2 separate regions of the Mus musculus genome follow, and region 2 is linked to region 1. A link is a contact called in public promoter capture Hi-C data. All regions are on one chromosome and are shown on one strand. Each heading gives the region's core, a stretch centred on a gene start, on an enhancer-like site or on the middle of the called end of the contact. The rest is flanking DNA. Distances are from core to core; before and after follow the strand shown.

Evidence for each region. Promoter capture Hi-C pulls out the DNA fragments that hold promoters and counts their contacts.
Region 2: a contact with region 1 is called in a promoter capture Hi-C map of liver, with 3 times the contacts expected there. The contact joins the promoter of Fkbp9 here to the promoter of 6430584L05Rik in region 1. A contact is called at or near these places in 2 of 39 promoter capture datasets (the 3T3-L1 cell line and liver) and 1 of 115 datasets of contacts at active chromatin or transcription factors (embryonic limb bud).

The regions. Positions count from the first base shown.
Region 1 is chr6:55,394,798-55,398,825 of GRCm38.p6, reverse strand. It overlaps 6430584L05Rik (RIKEN cDNA 6430584L05 gene), which reads right to left and starts at 1,939. Exons shown (of 4, transcript NR_046179.1): 1 at 1,853-1,939.
Region 2 is chr6:56,830,362-56,834,389 of GRCm38.p6, reverse strand. Fkbp9 (FK506 binding protein 9) reads right to left here and starts at 2,331. Exons shown (of 10, transcript NM_012056.2): 1 at 1,963-2,331. The coding sequence starts at 2,183.

The DNA.
Region 1 (4,028 bases), core at 690-3,189:
CACCATGTTCATCTTACCAGCGAGAACTCTCTGTGCCGTGCACATGTATAGCATCCCCTCTCCCACCCCCAGAGCAAATGATGAGTCTGACAACAAGGACAGGGACAGCAGACATAACGGGGCACTGTGGGACAAGGGCTTTTCTCAGGGACCCTCCCCTTCCTGCCAGAATCTTTCTCTTCTCTCTCCCCTAGGCTTTCCAGGCTAGCACTAGAAAGCAACGCCTTATCCCCTTCCTCATAAGCACTCTGTGTGTTCATGCCGGTGCTTCCATGGCTCGACAGTGTCCCAGGAAGAACATGTGCTGGAAGATCCCGGGGTGGCAGTGTTAGAGTTGAGGAGGTATTAGAAAGTAGAGCCATGTGGCATGTAATTAAGTCAGAACTACTCATGGAAAGAACTAATACTGATATTGGGGAATGAGCTAATTCTTAAGAGAATGGGGTGCTACAAAGCTGTTCCTGGTGTTCAGACTCCCCTTTCTGCCTTGCCCTGTGAAGTCTTCAAACACACACCCTTCCGCATGTGCTCCCAGTGTGATGCATCCACCACGTGTTGAGGAACCTAGAGGTCCTCACCAAATCTGAGATGTCCCCATGTTCTTGGGCACCTAGAACTGTGAGTTAATCTCATGCCTGGTTTTTACGAATTACTCAACTTCAAGCATTTTGTCCTAGCAACACAAAACAGTTGAAGACAGACATCTGCTATGGATCATGACTAGGACCCACTCCATCTGTGGATATGGCTGTAAGTGAAGCAGAGGGAAGACTGGCCATATAAATGGAATGCTTCGATAATGTATAGCTGGTCCTTGCTGTATAGGACTTCCTGGCTGGCTAGCTCCAGAGCTGACACTTACTGCACGTTCACAGACATTCTGGACCATTTGAGAGGCTTGACACACAGTGCTCAGCCAAATGAGAGGACACTCTGCTTTTTTGTTCCAGGTGTCCTACTTTAAAAACAAATGTCACGTCAGGGAGGTGATAAGGTTTATTTTGTCCCTATTTGTTACATGGGCTGTGAAGGACAAGAGAGTCTCAGTTTAGGGTCTGCATGGAGTCTGATGCAGCATGATGTGACTTACACACGGAAAACTGTGACAAGAGGATGGGTTAGGACATCACCCTGGTTAGAATGATTTGGATGATCCTTATTGGTTGGCTGGAAGAACTGGGTGACCCTTTGTGGGACATCTTATAGGACAATCACAGACGCAAGCTTGAGCTTCAGGGAACTACTTGGTGGTGTCCCTATAGGAGGAATGCCTACTGAGCTTTCCCCGGGCCCCACACGGCATCTTTGCTCCCCATCCAACTACCTTCTACATGGAGTTTCCTGTGCTCTAGCACCACAGAGACTAGCTTTGAGCCTTCATATGCAGACATGATCATGGAGAGACACACAGAATTTTGCCTCTGCCTTCTTGCCAGCCCCTTTTTCCGACTTTCTCCTTTCAAGCCATCCCCACAGCTGCATTGACAGCTCGACCACCCATTTCACATGCCCTTCTTCTCCTGTGTCCCCCAGACAGGCCTAGGTCTGAAGATCTTATCCCTGACTGTAGCATCCCTGGGCACAGCCTGCCTGAGGGTGGCCAAACACAGATGGCTATGGAGCCCAGGCTCCATATTCCTCATTCCTATGGGCTTGAGTAAGGGGCTTCCAAGGGGGTGTAGGCAATGGGCAGAGCTGTGGCTTGGCCCATCTGGTCTGTGCTGAGCCCTTGATGAGGAAAAACTGGTTTCAGAGCTACCGCACAGCAAGGCTGCTGGCTGAGCCACTGAAGGCCTTCTGTGAGGACATGAGAAGCCCTCAAATTCCACCCAGACTGCTCCTGTCTGCTTACCTCACATCATGATATCCAAGGCCACTGGATGTCTGGGAGGGCCCTCTGTGAAGGCCATCTGTCCAGCAAGAGACCAGAGCTACACATACCAGAGCCACGCCCAGCAGAGCTGTGGACCATGCCGGTGCCATGGCGATGCCATCTCGGCCAGCCTTTCCCAGCCCGGTAACCATGGGAATGTACTCAGGGCTGCGGCTGCTTATGCAATGCCTCTGAGGGAGGGAGGCTCGCGGACCCACCTACTTGCTGCAGGGAAGCCAGAGCCCCAAAAGAATCTGTGAACACGTATGCTACCCACCTGCTTCTCCTCACTGAGAGGCAGGGAGAGCGCCACACATTCTCATCACGTATCATGTAACAACACACTACCTGGGTTAGAATGACCTCGAGGGGAAGAGAGGACAAGAAAGAGAAAGTAGGGGCAGGGGGAAATTCTAACTAGGAAGATGTTGGCTGTCTGCATGCAGAAAGGCTCCAGCCACTCTGGCAGCCCCAGGACCCAGATGTTTGTATTATTGAGGCAGCACAGCTGCTGTGTGTGCTATTCTGGTTTCATTGCCCTGAATCTGGGAACTGGAGCCTCCTAGAGGGAAGAATGGAGAGCTGAGATGAGCGTAAGCTTGCGAGCCAGCCAGAAAGAGCACTGTCCACAGGAAGAGGTTCATACACATGAGTGAGCCAATCAGAGCTGACTGAAAAAATAAATCCAACCCTGCTGCTTCTTGTTATGTTCCAACACCACATAAGGGCTCCAGGCGTGGGGCCTCTGGGAGCCCCTGAAGCCACAGGCTAAAGGCATCACAGGCTTCTAGACACAAGCTTCAAGACACAGGCTTCCTATAGCAATTGCAGCTCTCCCGGGTCCTCTCCATCCTGGCCCTATCTCTCTCTTTGCTATCCCTCCCATGTTGAGTCCCACCTCTTGAGATTCCTGGACCTCTGAAGGTGCCCCAGAGTTCAGGAGACTCTGGCCCAAGTTCTCCTAGTCCCTCAAGCCCCAACCTTCACCTTGGCTGACAGAAATGCCCAGACAAATGGTCAGTACCCTACTAGTCTTCTCTCTCCTTGTCTCCACAATGCCCCCAACTCCCCGCAGTCTCTTCTTTTGCTTTATCAGGACCCCAGGACCCAGCTGCATGCACAGAGCCTCCTCTCCTCCCAGGGTTCCTCCTCAGCTTGCTACTCCACCCTGACACTAAACCTCCCAGGTCCACGTCCCATTCAGTCTGCATCCTTCCCCTCAGCTCCATGCCCACTGCATATGCTCTCTTGCAAATAGAGCCAAGTCTCTTATGTCTTGTCTCCGAGAAAGGCTAACCCTGCCTTCTCTAGTTGAGGTTCCCAGATTATTAATACTGACTGGTCATCAGTCACCCATGTGCCCTCCTCTCCTATTTTTTACCCTCCAGTTACTATACTTTCCCATCTCTATATGCTCCTATCACCCAAACTCCAGCCAACCATGAACCTAGCCATCATGGTGAATTCGGAGCCAGTAGCCCACTTCTCTCTACCAATTCTCATGCCAAGCCCCATGAGTTTCTGCTACTCCCTTTAGGCAAATACCCTCTTCCCAGCCGTGCTCCCACTTGGATTCTTAGTCCTCCTCAGTCCCCTGCAACCTTCATTTGATTGCACCACACCCTCCTCCACCAGTGATCTATCTCCACCTGAATGACACATGTGCCCTATTCTCTCAGAGCCAAGTACAGTCACACCTGCTTGGATCCACTTGGACCCAGAATTGCCTCCTGTTACCTACAGTGTCCCCTCCTGTCCCAGGCACACTTCAGTCAAGAGCTGCTGAACACACTGCCCCCACTTTCCCACGGCCCATTCACTTCTCAGTACCCTTCCGTCTGGCTACCCACGTCTGCCAATCCCCTGCCAAATCTGCTCTTGCTGTGCGCGGTGCTGCCAAATCCTGGATGCGCCTCCAGCCTCCTCTTGAAAGGCTGCTCAGCAGTGCTCAGACCCTTCGCCAGAAACTCCTTACCACACTCTTTGTTTGGCCCCATAATTCCACGTTCATCTGCTCTCCCTCCCACCTCTCTGGCTGTTCCTTCTCAGCCTCCTCGGAGACTCCGACTTCCCAGTCAGACCCTAAAGGAAGTCAAGCTGGTGTTGTTCCTCGTGAGGTGGCTTGGCCTGTGCTCTTGTTGCTGAAACCCAGTCA
Region 2 (4,028 bases), core at 1,082-3,581, 1.4 Mb before region 1:
TCGCTGTCTTCTGAGGGTAGATGAATTCTTCTGAGATGAAAATAATTTTACCCTGTTAAGGTACAGGGTAAAACTAGGTATGGCCTCTTGTGAGAGAGAGCCAGCTCTGCTGTTCTTCTTGTGCCTGTCTCGACATTTTGTAGTTACTTGCCTGTGCTAAATGACAGTCTCAGAATCGTGTAACACTAGAACTCTTAAGGGTAGACAGTGTATAAATGCTATGGTTGTACCAAGGTGCTCTTCCCACTGTCCTAGTAGCCACCCCTAGAGAGGAGAACTTGTCCCTGTGGAAATTATTAGTTACCATCAGTTCAAGCAAAAAAGCACTTTATATGAAAGTAACAAACCAAATAACTAATGAGCGCACGAACAGATGTTCAACCTCATTACGGATATAAAGATCAAAGCCTTGATGAGGGCTCAGAGGCTTACTATGCAGCTCTGGCAATCCTGAAACACATTATGTAGACCAGGCTGGCCTCGAACTCACAGAGACCTGCCTGCCTCTGCCTCTCAAATGCTGGGACTAAAGGTGTGTATCACCACATCCAGAAAATATAATTTTTAAAAAGAACATGAAGAACTAGGGACACTGAGGGAGGGAGTGAAAGGTGAATTACACAAGACAACTGGGAGTTACTTTTGAGATTCTGGGCCTCAAAAACTTAGACTTAAGTCCCATTTGATTCAACAGTTCCAGTCCTGGGTATATAGCCAAAAGAAATGAAATATTTTTAAAAATCAACCTTATAATCTATATTTTCAGAGGTTTTTTGCATATTTTTTATGGAGAGTGTGCCATGACATTCATGTGGAGATTAGAGTACAATTTGTGGGAGTCATTTTTCTCCTTTGGCGATGAGAGTACCAGGGACTGACTAGATGATCAAGCTTGTCAGCGAGTGCCTTAACCACAGAGCCATCTCATGAGCCCTATACATTCTAGGAGAACTACATAGCAGGGGAATACCTCAATTAAGGTGGGTTGGTATAAAAACTACAACTGAAACAATGGTATGACTAGGACTGAGGATATAGCTCAAAAATACAGAGCTTGCCTAGAATGTACAGTCCTGGGTTCAATCTCCCTGTGCACCCCCCAAAATAATTACCACTAAGGAGGACTAACCATATCTAAGCCTTTGCTTTGTGCCACATAGTACTGACAACCTTAAATGTTTTTACATACTCATGTGTGGCTGCTTATATTGTACATAATAAGCCCATTCAGGCACAACAGTTCCCTGTCTAATGGAGTGCTTCACCACAAGGACACAGCCCAGGGTTAGAAACAGCAGCCTGAAGAAAGGGGCAAGGCTGAAATGAGCTGAAAACTTAAGTTACATGAGCAAGCCCAGGCCATCTCTCCCACAGTTTTTGTAAAGCCAGAAGGGGAGGGCACAGGAGTTGCACACAGGCACAGCATTTGAATTCCCACAGCCTGAATCCAATATTTGCACAGGTCTCACTGGTCTTGGTTACTTAATTGGTAAAAAAAAAAAAAAAAAAAAAAAAAAAAAAAAAAAGTTTCTTCTTGTAACTCCCCAAAGATTTAAATGAGCTCGTGCATATATATATATATACCGTTGCCTAACACCTCAACAGTTCAGTACAGTGACTGCAATTATGGGACACCTACCTCCTCCTCCCACTAGTCAATGCTAAGGTTGGGTTGTCTAGACAATCCAGGGATGAAACCCAGAGACCAGTCAAGACGGACCACCAAGAAGGCGGGCGAGCATCACCCACTCTTGGAGGTCTCGCTGAGTGGCCATTTTACATGTCTGAAAAACGTGTTCCGCTGTGCGGGGCAGAGAGGAAAAGAGGAATTGTCCTGTCCGCAATCTTAAGGTCCCAACTATGGCTGAAGGCTCAGCACACCTCCAAACGCATGGGGAGGGCGGCGGAGGGGGTGGGGGCGGGCTGGTGGAGGTCCTTGGGGAGTGTGGGGGCACGGGGTACCTGGAGTCGAACTTCTGGCCGTCGAGGAAAGTCCCCACGTAGTGGTAGCGCACGAAGTCGCCACTGTGCACCGTGCGCGGACACTCATCAGGCACGAAGCTCTGCTGGATCTGAAGTTCCGAGCTCACAGCCAGGCCCAACACCGGGGCTGCCTGCCCGGTCACCCAGAGCAGCAGCAGGAGCAGCGACCGGCGCCGCCAGCCCCGGGCCCCTAATGCCATCGCGCGGCCTGGACTCCGGGGAGGCGAGGGGCAAGGCTGGGCGCGCCGCGGCGATGCAAACGTGGAAAGGTCTCCCGGCTAGCCCCGGGCCGCAGCGCCCGCCCCCCGCCGCCCGCGTCCGCCCCGTGCCGGGCCGAGGGGAGGAGCCGCGCCCAGCCCGAGGGGCGTCCACCGGCCTGGGAATTCCTCTGCCTTCCCCGCCTCCAGAAGCCGGGAGAGGATCGCTCTGACTGCCAGGCCCCGCGCCTGAGCACTGCGGATCCCAAGAGACGATATGGAGACTCCTACGTGGCAGCGGATCCAGTTTCCCCTTGCTGCTCTGGGAAAGGAAGGAAACTTAAGAGTCTTTTTTAAAAACTTAGTTACTGGGGGTGTACATACACAATAAACAGGCTGGAACTTCCCTCAGAATGTTTTTGAGTTGCTGTGAACTAATGTGGTCAGTGAATTAAGTTCCTAACACGTGACAGCTTGGCCAGCGCTCCAGATCCCACAAGCGACCCCTAGTTAAATGAATCCTCGATTTATTAAAGCTTTGGAGTATTAAAAGTAAATCAACAGAGCTTTCTCAATTTGTTTTGGGAAGCTACCAAATAATCCAGATACCAAAATCTACTAAAGACACCCACAAACGAGAAAAATAAGCAGTTGGCACCAAACAAGTTCTTTTTTTTTTTTTTTTTTTTTTTAGCAAAGATGCTAAATAAAACTTGAGCAAATGGAACACAACAGCTACCTGAGTGAGCTGGTTAACAAAGTATCAGAGACATCTGCAAAGTGAAGAGAAAACAAGATACTTTAAAAATTAGTATAGAGCCTATGATTAGAATCCAACGATCTAATAAGAAGCTATAGGTGGCCCTCAAAAAAAGGTTAGTGATCAGTTTTCCTACTTGGAAAAAAACAAAAACAAAAAACCTTGGAGTGTCCTAAGTTACAGAACAAGAGAGAGAGGAAAAAAGAAATCCGTGCTAACGTCACTTCAAGTTAAATCATCAAAGGAAAAGAAGAGAACAAAAAGGCGCTCCACGTTGCTTCCCTGGACCTTGAAAATCAATACCGCAATCTACTTTTAGAATCAAGCAACCTGAGAATCAATCAAAACCTTTCTTTACTCTCAGCTCCTAACTGCCGGGCCACCTTTCCAGGGCTCCCTTCCAGCTTTTCCCCAATAGTTTCAAGGCTGAATTTAAGTCTTCGTCCATTTTGAGTTGACCTTTGTATACAAGAGATGTGGTTCTAGTTTATCTAGCCTATGCATATTCAGTTCCCCAGCACCATTCATAGAAGACAAGGTCCTTTATCCAGTGGCCGTTCTTGCTGCCTTGTGGAAAAACCAGATGGTTGAGTATATGTGTGTGAGCTGTGGATTGAACTTTTGTCTTACAAATTCTTGATAAGTTACGTTAGCACGGGTTTCTTTTTTTCCTCTATCCTACGCAGAGCAAAGCCTTCTCAGAGTCTCAAGTAGGAAGGAGGACCTGGACTTAATACCCAGTAGCCATGTGGTAGCTCACAGCTGTCTGTAACTCCAGTTCCAGGGGAGCTGAGGTCTTTTTCTGTCTTCTGTGGGCATTGCAGATCCGGTACACAGATACAGTGGCAGGCAAAACATGCATACACCTAAAGGAAATATAAATAAAGATTATTTTTTTCAAAAGAAACACTTCAGGACATTGGTCTAAATGATGATTTTGATAAGACTCCAAAAGCATGGCAAAGAAAAGGAAAAGACACATAGGGTTATATTAAATCTAGAGTTGGCATTTAAACAAGCAACAGAAACAACAGAGGTCCCAGCCTCCAGAAGGGAGGATGCACTTGTATCCTGTGCAACCCATGAAG